Regions from separate parts of the Mus musculus genome. Here region 1 is linked to region 2. The links are chromatin contacts, called in public Hi-C maps. All regions are on one chromosome and are shown on one strand. Each heading gives the region's core, a stretch centred on a gene start, on an enhancer-like site or on the middle of the called end of the contact. The rest is flanking DNA. Distances are from core to core; before and after follow the strand shown.

The links. Hi-C and Micro-C count contacts between places; a contact is called where the count stands out from the background.
Region 1: a contact with region 2 is called in a Hi-C map of the MNK3 cell line, with 2.5 times the contacts expected there. The contact joins two enhancer-like sites. A contact is called at or near these places in 1 of 15 datasets of contacts at CTCF or cohesin (CD8 T cells), 11 of 484 Hi-C or Micro-C datasets (CD8 T cells, the HPC-7 cell line, LSK cells and 8 more) and 4 of 115 datasets of contacts at active chromatin or transcription factors (the HPC-7 cell line, astrocytes, memory CD8 T cells and 1 more).

Annotation. Positions count from the first base shown.
Region 1 is chr10:8,177,907-8,183,350 of GRCm38.p6, forward strand. All of the region lies in intron 1 of Gm30906 (a long non-coding RNA gene), which reads left to right. Among named protein-coding and RNA genes, the nearest start is that of Gm30906, 4.5 kb to the left of the region's middle. Within about 2 kb of position 4,090, at least 12 of the 459 cell types and tissues checked have an H3K27ac peak or open chromatin away from gene starts, as enhancers often do. A contact at or near this core is called in CD8 T cells and the MNK3 cell line, where this site is marked.
Region 2 is chr10:8,052,174-8,058,403 of GRCm38.p6, forward strand. No RefSeq gene overlaps it. Among named protein-coding and RNA genes, the nearest start is that of Gm30820, 75 kb to the left of the region's middle. Within about 2 kb of position 3,863, at least 47 of the 459 cell types and tissues checked have an H3K27ac peak or open chromatin away from gene starts, as enhancers often do. A contact at or near this core is called in CD8 T cells and the MNK3 cell line, where this site is marked.

The sequences.
Region 1 (5,444 bases), core at 2,840-5,339, 130 kb after region 2:
AGTTGTACAATAGTCCCTGATTTATAGTCCTATGCTGAACCTCGAAGTTTTCTTTTTTTTTTAAATCACATACCAAAATTGAACTAAATTGTATGATGTGGAACATCCCACCATTCCCTACAAGATTTCTTATATTATAAGGTTTCTTATATTGCAGGTCTGCTTGGAGACTTTGCTGAAGGCCACTCCTTAGAGAAGTTGATTTCTGGGCCCTCCTTAATTCTCCCCCATTTTCACTCTCCTAATGAAGATGCCTTTAAAGGAGAGTCTGTCCTTCCTTTTAAGGCCTACCATGTTTAGATATTCATGTACTTCACTGTTTACATCCAATGTGTTCACAGTTGCAGATTACAGTCCATTCTGTGGGTAAGTCGTGGCATCAGGAACTTCATCCTATCAGTCAAGAGTAGAGAGAAAACAATATCCATGAGCCCACTCACTTCCTTGTGCTCAGCTCCTTCTCTGTTCTTATACAGTTCAGTGCTCTCTGCCTAGAGAGGCAGTTCCCAATTTACATGTCTGTAGGCCTCTTCATGGTCTTCCATTGTGGTCTATTGATAAGTGGAAAGAAAAGAATGGGGATGGAGAAGAGGGGTAGGGCAGGGCAAAATTGGGAGACTGAATAGAAGAGGATGAAGTGACCAAAGAGACAGTGAGTAAATTCATCCACAGGAGACTGACCAGAGAAAAAGCAATATCCACAGCATGCACAGAAATGAGAATTCAGTTTAATCAAATACCTTATTCCAACATTCCATATATTTTGTACTTAAAGATGTTTAGTTAGCAGTGACTTAAAATAGAACGATTGGGTCTGGATCACAATACTGCTGCCCCTATAGCAATGTGAGTTGAGATAACTTCATCCTTACCACAAGGGTACTATTAGCTCTGTCACTCTGCCACCATTATGAAATACTAGTTATTATCAAATTTAGACAGAGAGCATTTAAGAATCCTGCTTTATAACCCAAGAAACATTCACACTTAAATTTAGGTTCCTTTCAGTATGTGAATTACTTTATTATGAAATGATATTACTTACCTTGAATTAAGTAAATCGGTGAAGATGAAATCATAGTTTGAAAAATATTTCATCTGAATTATTAGCTAGATTGTAGAAAACATACGTTCAGATAATATATACTTTAAAATGCTTCCTTATATAAGACCTTGGGTAGCACTTGCAAAACAGTGAGGAAAAGCCCTTACTATTCTTTTGCAAAGATTTACACTCCTTTTTCAAACAGAGGTAAGCTGTGTAGTCACTACAAACTCTTAGGTAGTTGGGGGAGCAAGATACGAAGACACTCCAGAGTAGTGTCTGTGGAGCTAAACCAATACCTGTGGGGATGAACCAATAAATAATTAGCCAGACTGCTTCTCTCCTTTTGGATCTGTGGGAATCTGTAAGCCCCGAGGTCTTGACACTGAAGAGGAAAGAAGACACTGAGTAATTGAGACCCTCTGCCAAACAGCATGTATCTGAACACTCCACACCAGAAAAGCTATGATTCTAACAGCCCTTCTGCGGTACTGGGTTCTGCCCCTTACCATCTAAATACTTCCTGCTTCTTCAGCTGCTGAGGGCCTGCTGTGGGTCTATCTCTTAATTTTCATGCTGTGCTTGGACTGATGAAAGTTGACATGCTAGTAAAGAGAGCTTAGAAGCATGACTCTACAGGATCTTTCACCCAGCCATTGCTTCATATCAACCAGAGAGCTGACCGTACCTTCAGTGTTTCACTTCCCATAAGGAGCAGGATGGGAGAAAAAGCACACAGTTCCATCCCATCATGCTTTAATTCACTCAACATTGGAAATCTCATTTCTACTCAGGTACCAATCTTGAGTTGTGTAGCCATCAATGGATAGCTAGTGTCTACCATGGTCAATGATGCCAGGTCTGCTTAGTAGAACTCCTTTATCAGGCCAGGCACCACTCCAGGTGTGCAGTCACTGATCCTCGCTCCAAGTTGGAGCATTAAGTTTCAGATTACTGTCTTGGCTTAATGTCCACATAATTTCCACTGAAGTATAGCATCAACCTCAGTTAGCGACTTTCTTGCATTGTCCCCTCCTCTTTCCCTGCTGACTGCCCTACCACACATAGGCAATATATGTGTTTATTTGTTTTCTTTGACTCCAATTATTCCTCAACCAATTGGGGTACTTTATCCAACTTGGTGCCTGTCAAATTATTGTTTAATCTCTTAACAAATTAAAATCTCTTATCAACCACTTGACAGATGAAACTCAAAAGAATATTTAGGGGCTTATCTTGAATGTGTCTTTCTGATGTGCAATTTGAAACTACAGGCTGGAGAGATGGCTCAGTGGTTAAGAGCACGGACTGCTCTTCCAAAGGTCCTGAGTTCAAATCCCAGCAACCACATGGTGGCTCACAGCCATCCGTAATGAGATCTGACACCCTCTTCTGGTGCATCTGAAGACAGCTACAGTGTACTTAGATATAATAATAAATAAATCTTTTAAAATATTATATATATATATTAACACACACACACAAAGTACTTAGCCACTGAGTATCTGAGTTTTCTATTACTCCATGAGAAGAAAGAAATAGTTCTGGTAATTTTTCAAGTTGAGAATTAGGCTTTCCGAGTTCTGGGTAGTGTTGGCATTTGTTTCAGATTACTTGAGTCAGGGCCCCCTGGCAGTCACACCCTGAGACGTTAACCTCTTTCCAAGAACTGCTTTAAAAGTTCAGGAAAAGGATGAGTGAGCTGACCTTAGCAAAATTAGATGTACTTTTCCAACTACAGTGCTTTGCTAATCAGTGTCAAAGTTCTAGGTTTTCAGCCATCAAATGCTAAGAGACCTTTAGACACTTGTGTCCCCACCTCCTCCAGGAGACAGAAACACTGAATTTGATGAAGCCATGGCACGTGGGTCATAACTTGCTGTGTGATTATAATTGGATTTAGTTTGCATGGGACATGAACATTTTTTAATATTATTTTTTTAGTCTCCATGGAAGCCCTGCTGTTCAGTTATTGAGTTTGCATTCCAATTAGCACCTTTACATCTCACCCACTGTAGCTTCTCTCTCCATAAATCTGTGATGACATTTCTGAGAAGATCCACTGACATTCTAGCCAAGCCAGTCAACCTCTGCTTTTGCTGACTAGTTCATCTTACCATTTCACTAGCTGGATGTACGATGTTTTATCCTAGGTTTAACCAAAGCTCTAATAGAGCCACTTATGAACAGTTAGATGGTTTCCTTAGAGCTCCCCTGACTGTTGAAAGAGAACTTTGAACACCTGTGTAAGTAACTGGGTCACCCTTCGGGATCTCGAAAAGCTCTGCTGTCCCTTTCTTTTCCCGTCTTCTTTCTTTGTTTAATTTAATCAATTAGTTGTGAGGTGTGCCAGGTTTTTCACTGCCCCCTCTCTTTTCATCCACACCACCGGCCCAAATCCAAGCCTATGACTACTTAGAAGGTCTTTGGCCTGGGGACACACGATGTGGGTGGGTGGAACCGCAAAACACACAGCAGCAGCAAGGGCCAATGAGCATGAAGGACAGGCAGAAGAGCACCAGGCAAGTCCAAGAAGCAGAAACAAGGGAGCCAAGAGAAGAGCAAGATGGGGCACAAGGTGGACATTATTCTCATTTGGTCAACTGGGCCAATCAGGACCAGGGACCTGCTAGGACCACTCTCAGAGGGACACAAGAGCTCTGTCCCAACTTCACATGAGATGTGAGGCATCACTCTAAACCTAGGTTGACTGGTGAGATGAGGCTTCCACCTTCAGGCAAGTGGAATCTGTGTCTGCTATCTAAAGAGCTAGCTACCCACCATCTCCCACACAGTGTGGAATGTTACCAAAATAGAGAGAGAGAGAGAAAGCCCATAAATCTCTGCTTGTCCAGTTCTTGCTTTGTAAAGGGGCCCAGCCACAGTCCTCAGCTTCTCCAGCCCACACTGAGTTCTCCCTGTGAGCCCTGTAGACTGTAGGCCTAAATCATGAAATATACCCATTAATCACCCTCCACCCAAGAGTGAGTGTGGGGTGGGGAACCCCCAACCGCACCTGGAGGCCTAAGAACTGGGCCCTGGGCCAACTCCTTCTCTCTGCATGCTGCTTAGGCTGCTGTCTCTCCTTCCTCTCCAGCATCGTTAGAAACACAGGCTAAACCTGTGTTCATTGACTCACCCTAAAACTTCAGGTTTGTGAATTTTCTGGTTGCTTGTGTCAAGCCATAAGGGTAGAACTCGTGTTCAAATTACTTTCTCCTCGTCCCCAACACCAGGCTTTTGCTGAAGCCTGGAAGGTTCACCCAATCTCATACTTCTGCTGCATCAGGATCTCCAGAGACCTGGGCTAAAACACAGGTTGCTGGATTGCTCTTCGGAGTATTGACTCGTGGCTGTGGCCACTGTGCTAGCATCTCTAGCAAGCTGCTTGGCAATACTGTTGCTGCTGCCACTGGAATGTGACCAGGGCACATTCTGATATCCACTGGCTTACTTGGATCACAGTTGGTAACAATACTCTTATGCCTAGGTGGTATTGCCTTAGTAGCAGGCACCTCCGCACTCTTTAAGGAGGCATCTGCTTTGTGTTCAGGACAAAAAATGAAGTGCCTGAGAAATCCTGCTTGGAGAAGATAGTGGTGAGGCTGAAGAGACCACAAGAGGATGTGCCTCTCTAGACACAAGGGCCGGGAGGGCCCATAGGCTAGAACTGGATTTAGAGGGAGAATGGAGTATGGGTTGCCTGATTTTCTTAGTGCCAGAGAACCTGTATAATTTCTGTGGATGCCAAGACTGGTAGCCAAGTCCTCGGTGAGTTCTCAGGGACTTGGGCAAGCTTTCTTTTCATTAAGTGTTTTTATTTAGACTTTAGATCTTTAAAGAACGAATAAGCTGCCGAGCTTGTTGCTATTCATCTTTAACCCCAGCATTCGGGAGGCAGAAGCAGGTGGCTCTCTGTGAGTGTGATGCTAGCCTGGGCTATCTAGTGAGTTGCAGCTAGGGATACATAATGGCATGCTGTCTTTAAAAACAGAACACTGAAATTCCACTAAAAGCACCAGGATTAAACTTGTACCACATTGCACAAGAGCTGTGAACTTTTCAAATTTATAGATTTCTTTGATCTTTACCAAAGTCTTGTCAGAGAGAAAAAGAGTAGAATAAATCATAATTCCCAGTGGGAAACCAAGGAATAGATATATGAAGAGTAAAGTCACGGTTGAGGTTTGCTGACAGATAGTTCAAGTCACTTCTTAAAGGGCCCCCGGAGAAGACCCTTTGTTAGGGCTCCTCTTTTGTTTCTAGTGAGATAGAGCCAGACTTTCGGATCTAATTCTGCGTAAATGGACATTTGGAGTGGTGTTTCCAAAGGTCTCGGGGAGGGGATTAAATCACTCTGTCTCTAGCTAAGCATCAGCATCTCAGCCTCTCCTGGAAG
Region 2 (6,230 bases), core at 2,613-5,112:
CTTTACAGGGAATTTTTCTGGTAATCTGCTAGGTGTTGTCATGGGGGTTCTGGGTAAAATGTGCTTCTAGGTGTTGGGAGCTAACACGTATGGATGGGGATGGGCCCCTGGTGGCTAAGGAGGTTTACAGATGGGAGGAAATCAGGGTGCTCCATCAGGATTTGCTTAGTCCTTTGGGAATGGGGAGTAGAGAGGGAGATGAAGTTACAACAGGTAGTCTGCTACAGAGCTGGGAATGAGACTTTGGGAGTGGCATTGGATTTGGAGGAGAGGAGGAAGAGGAAAAATCTGAAGCTTGCCTACTTGGCTAAAGCCAGCTGCTTAGCTGGCCTACTTGCTTCTCTGGCAAGTGTGGTTGGTGGGCTCCTAGGGAATGCCTGCTGGATCCTGGGGCTGAGGTAAAGAGATGGGTTGGGGAAAGGAAGGTTGAAAAGAGAAGATCTGTGTGATCCACTGGAGATTGGGGCAAAGAGGGAGGAGGGGCCAGAGCATGTGGTCCACTATACAGCTGGGGTTGAAAGTGGGGATTGGATTTGGAGAAGAGGAGGGAGAGGTAAAGATCCACCCTGGATCAAGGGGAACAAGCAGAAGTGTTCAACTTATAAAGCTCTTCCTCATAAAACAAAATTAAAAACAAACAAACAAACACCTCTTCTAAGTGTCTCAGTGAGACAAATGTATTCAGTGACTAGTCATGTCTCATCCACCTTGGACTAATGGCCAGCAGAATGAAAAAGAAAAGAGTAGGTTTTAAATGAACAAACACAGCTAGAATCCCAGCAAGATCACTTTCCTAGCTGCATAACATGGGCAAGTTCTTCAGTGTCTTAATGATTCCCTCCATGTCTTTATCTACACAGTAAGATAATATCACATACAGTTGTGTGAACTTGTATGGCAGTGTGTACTTTCCAACTTGACCTAGTACTTAGTACACGAGTGTGCGTGAACAAGTTAATCAAGCATGCCCTTGTGTGTGTGCAATTATGGTGAGTGGACTTGCCTCACTTGGATGAGACCTTTTCTACCAGTGAAATTTCGGAGTCCCTGGCTTCTGGTGGTTTGGAGACTAGAATGTTCTGTGTGGTCCTTTTGACCTTCTGGCTATTGTGGGTCCCCCTCCCACTCCCAGTAATCCTCAGAGACAAATTGCTAGCATCTGAGAAAGTCGTAATGAAGGACAGTTCATAAGGGAAGGCTATGTGGATGAGAAAGAAAGTCCACAAGTTGCCTGGACACTGCCTCTCTTTTATAAATCTGGCAAACTGTTAGCGGTCTCTTTCTCTGCAGTCAGGGATTTTAATGGCATTCTAAAAAGCCCCCGGTTTCCATTCTTTGCTCATTAGTGAGCATTCGTCAGATCTCTCCATGGAGAAGTTCACCAAACAGACTCAGAGCTCAAGATCCTAGAGCCTCTACACAGACACATTGGCTATTTCCTGTCTCCTATGTTTGATTTGCTGCAAAGGATTAAACTCTGTCCTAGGTTCATCTCCATCAACAGCACATGGAGAGAGAGCTGGACCAGATGGAGTTTAGGTCTGCTCAGCAGCAGAATGGGTTTCATTTCCCAGCCTCAGCATGCTCATCTGTAAGAAGATGGCATCCTCTCTTCCCTATCTTCTTCCAGCTTGAAGCTTATGTCTAAGGAGACAGTCCCTTGATGGGAAGACTTGAACTTAATGCTTCTTTCCTTTATCCATCCCCCTATTTAATAGTTAATCTACATTAATCTTTTTTCCCTGAATAAGCATTTTAAGAAATCTTTTTTTCTCTTTGAATGAGTGTAAGTCTTTTGTTTCTGAGTAAATATTAAACATGTGCAATGCGATGTTGGCCTTCTGTAAGAATAAGTGGTTCCATGTTGCCCAAACCAATGTATCCAAGGGCCAATTTGACCACAAAGAGTTTTTCTTGGGAGTGTCAAGCAGAGGCCAGGGGGCGCCATAATCAGCTTTCTTGCTTGGTTTATTTAATATATTTTGGGGGACTATTTTTACTTGAGTAGAGAAGACTCCAAGTAAACAACTTAACACAATGCATATTCTACCAGATAGTATGCCTCAAAGATCAGAGACCTAGGCTTTCCAGTCTCAGTTCTGCTAAATATAACATTCATTTTCAAGGTCACACCGTGTTCTAAGATGAGAACATGTTTTCCATTTTCCTATTTGGTCATCACTGCATTTAGCATTTTAGGCTTCAAGAAAGAGAGCAGAGAAGTCCCTTCAGGATGCTTTCTTCAAGGGATGCATAAAATATTCAATTGCATCCCATTGGGCAGGATTCAGTCATATGGCCACTTCTGATAGCAAAGGGAGTCTGGGAATTACACTCTCCATTTCAAACTGGCTAAGAGTACAAAAGATTTGGCAAAGACTGAGAAAGAAATATTGAAAAGGTATTAGAAGCCCTGTCCCTAGTGGAGGCTTTTCTTGATGGCGGTGATGGGGAGAAGATGAAGCAGGCTAAATGAGTCCAAAGGTTGTCAAGTTTTGCGTATAATGGGTCGCATACTGCAGCCATACTGACTGTTTTGCTGTGATGCTGCTCAGCAACTGTAAGGAGAGTAGCCAGGAGTGAGCGATATGCAAATGAATGTGCTTGGCTGGATTCACCAAGTAGGCTTTCACCTATCCTGAGCTAAACAGGAAAATACTACAGACAGAGCCAGTCTCTGATGATCAGTGTACTTGGTATTGTGCTGAGCCCTTCACAGCCTTGTACTGTACACTGTAACAGTTCCCAACAAAACCCTTGGAATGTGTCCTCTTACTCCTGTCCTCCTTCTCCTCTCTCCTCTCTCTCCTCCTCCTCTGCCTCAAGAGGGGCTTATCAAGAATCTGGGTTGGAAAATGTAGTATCTGTCTTGACTTTGCAGGGCATGTACACAGAAGATGGATTTCAATGGAGACGTTGTCTCTACAACCCATTCTCACCCTGTTCTCCAAAGAAGTCTAGCAATCCAGAGGCTGTGGAAATGGGATTTGTTCCAAAACAGTAAACTCAGAACGCACCAAAGACTTCAGTGAACAGTTTAAACAACTTAGTGTATAGTTAGTAAGAGTGGCCAGTTAAAGGAGAAGAAGCCATTTTGTAGTGTGTTGGTCAGAAAACTTTGATGTGCTGCACACATTCCGAGCTAAGTGATGGATGTAAAGACTCCTTCAGTCTTCCTTTCCCCAGCTCCTCTGGCCAGAATCACTGTAATCAGCAGAGCTTCCGGAAAAGGCCTGACTGCTAGCAGCTATGAGCTGAATGGGGTCGCTCTCTACCTCCATATGCGCATGCTGAAAGCCCAGGTCCATGGGGCTGTTTAGGATGTGGTTTACACCCATCTGAGGATGCTGCTGCGCTGGGTGGAAGCAGAAGACAGAAACAGAAAGTGCCTGGCTGAGTTAAAAGATGAGACAGTCTTAGTCAGCGGAGACCAGAATCTGGATAAACTTTGTTCTCAGATAAATGGAGATACACTGGTTTGAGAGCAGAGCTAAAAGATGAAGTGTTTGTGTTACTTTGGAAACATTGAACCCAGCAGCAAATCCCTCTGTAGGTATCCAGTAGGTTGATGTTTTAGCTTTCTGCAGGCTGTATAATACAGACACAGTGCTCCCCAAATGCTGCTGGGTTTTGCTTTGCTGTGAGGCTAAATCAGCAAAGCATGGACTTCTAGGATGGAACACTGGCCTTCCCACAGTGGCTCCTGCCATATTTTTTCAGCTTGTGTCTATTAGTTCTATGTCACTCTTACAAATTACTGAGAGAAAAATTCAGAAGAGGAAAGATTTATTCTGACTTGGTTTCATCAGAAAGTAGGCCATGGTGGGGGCAGGGAGAGCAGTAATAGAAAGGGATAGACAAGATGTATCTTTCAATGGCATGCCCCAAGTGACCTACTTTCTCTAGTCAGGCTCCCCGCCTCCACCACCTCCTATAAGTGTGTTAAGTTTTTTACCCATCAATAGATTAAATCTTTGGTTAGGTGTCTATCCCTCTCTAATTGTTTCTAGGAACTCCATTACCAATACACCCCAGAAGTGTACTTCACTAATCTCTTAAGTGGTTTTTTTTTCAAATGCAATCAACTTGACCATTAATTAGGATTAACCACCACACCTGGCTCTTTATGATTCCTGGAAAGCAAACTGTATTCTCAACTCTAGGATAGCTTATTTTTTTGAGATAGCATCAATGATCTGATCAATGCACAGGCTTTACAGAGCAGAGCATATATGTCATCTCATTTGATCTTCATAGGACTGCTAAAGGGTAGGGTCAGGCAACATGAGACTAGTACTCCTTGATCATCTCCCAGGGTGTAACTGGCTAGATACTCTGACCTGTTCTATTTGGAACTGTTCACTGCCACTTGTGGGGCATATTATTACTGTATATCTATCTACAGATAGAATAGAAGTTAAGTGATTGACTCAAGACCTGACAACTGGATGCAATAATACCTGAACTTTGAGCTTGGCAAATTGATTCCTGTTACCTCTCTCATGATGAGCCATCTCTAGACACATATACATGGTTCAGGATAGACTTGGTAAAGGATTTCAGAGAGAAACCAGACTCTACCCAAAGTCTAGAACTACTATGCCAATTAAAATTGACAAGAGTGGCCAGACATAGTGATACATACCTGTAACCCTAAGACTCAGGGGGGCTAGGCAAGAAGAGAGCATGTCCAAGCTGAGCTATACCATAAAATTATAAAGAGTATTAGTCAGTCCCCCATCCCTGGAGAATTAACCTATGAAAGTAGATATGGTAGCTAATATGAAGGGAATAAAGAAGCTGAGACTCAGGGTGGGTTAGTAATACAGATTTAGGTTCATGACAGAACAACAAAACTAAGCAAGAATGAGTCAGCAAGAACTGACCTTTTTAAGAGTTATTCTCTATGGAGCCAATAGGTATAAGAATACTATATCCAGCCACTACTTAGTGCTCAAAGAAGCATCTATTCTGATGTGCTAGAGTTTATGCCATACCTATTGTTAAATAGTTTGAATTCCACCAGTAAATCCAGCAATATACCTTGTATAGCTCATGTTGTCATGAAGGGAGAGAGTCCAATAAAAAATTTGAGCCATTGGGTCTAGAGGGTTGGCTTAGCAGTTATAATAACCTGTAGATCACCCGAGTTTGATTTCCAGCGTTCAGATGCAGTCATAACGGTCTGTAACTCCTGTTCCAAGGGATCTAACTTACCCTTCTAGTCTCTCTGACTCTAGACATGTATGTTGTGCACATATGTACATGCAGGGAAAACATTCATACACATAGAATAAAATGAATAATTTGAAAAGAAAACCAGCTAATGAACAAGTCAGAAAGTATGCTAAATACCATCACACACAAAAATGGAGTGTTGTGATGGAGGTGGTCTAGGCACTGTAATCATGAAAGCTTTTACAAAGAAGCGACAGCAAAGCCGGGAGCTCAGGTGAGGAAGGAGCCAGCATTTGAGAACAGTATCTCATGGATAACTGGGGTTTCTCATCTCGGGTAAGCAGAGGCAAGAGTATTTAGAACACAGGAGTATAGTGTGCCTACGAGACAATTGAATGAGGGAGAAACGACAGATTATAGGAGATCAGGGAAGGAGAAGGGCATGGCTAAGTCACGGAAGGTTCTAAAACTGAGCTTTTCTGTAAGTTTCAGGGACACTACGAGAATATTAAGCAGGGATAGACAAGATCTGACTTATGTTCATCAAAGAATGTCAGTTGCATGAGAAGCATGGGTCCTAATTGGACAAGGCAGGGTGCAGAAAGACCCAGTAGGTAGTGTGTTCTGAACTGCAGAGGGAGTCACGTGAGGGCAGGAAGTGATTGCTTCGGGATACATGTTGGGTGTGGAGTTGACAGATAACCTGAGTCTATCGGAAGGGCTTAGACTCATGTTCCTGTCCTAGATTGTTGGTCTAAGCATCAGGATGGAAAAAAACCGGAGAGGAGCAGGTTTTGCAGGTTTTCCTGGTTTGAACACATCAAGTTTTCGATGGCTGCTGGGTATGTAGGTCAATACACCTTTATATATAAGATCCATGATGGGAAAGGGAACTAACTATGCACATGATATGCAAGGCACCTAAGCTCAAAATTAAAGCCATTGCCTGGAAGTGCCATAAAGTGTCAACACTCAGGAAAACTCCACGTTGATTATTGGTTTGTGAGCCTATGCTTGTAAACAAAAGTCATCCAGACATGCATAGAAAGGCA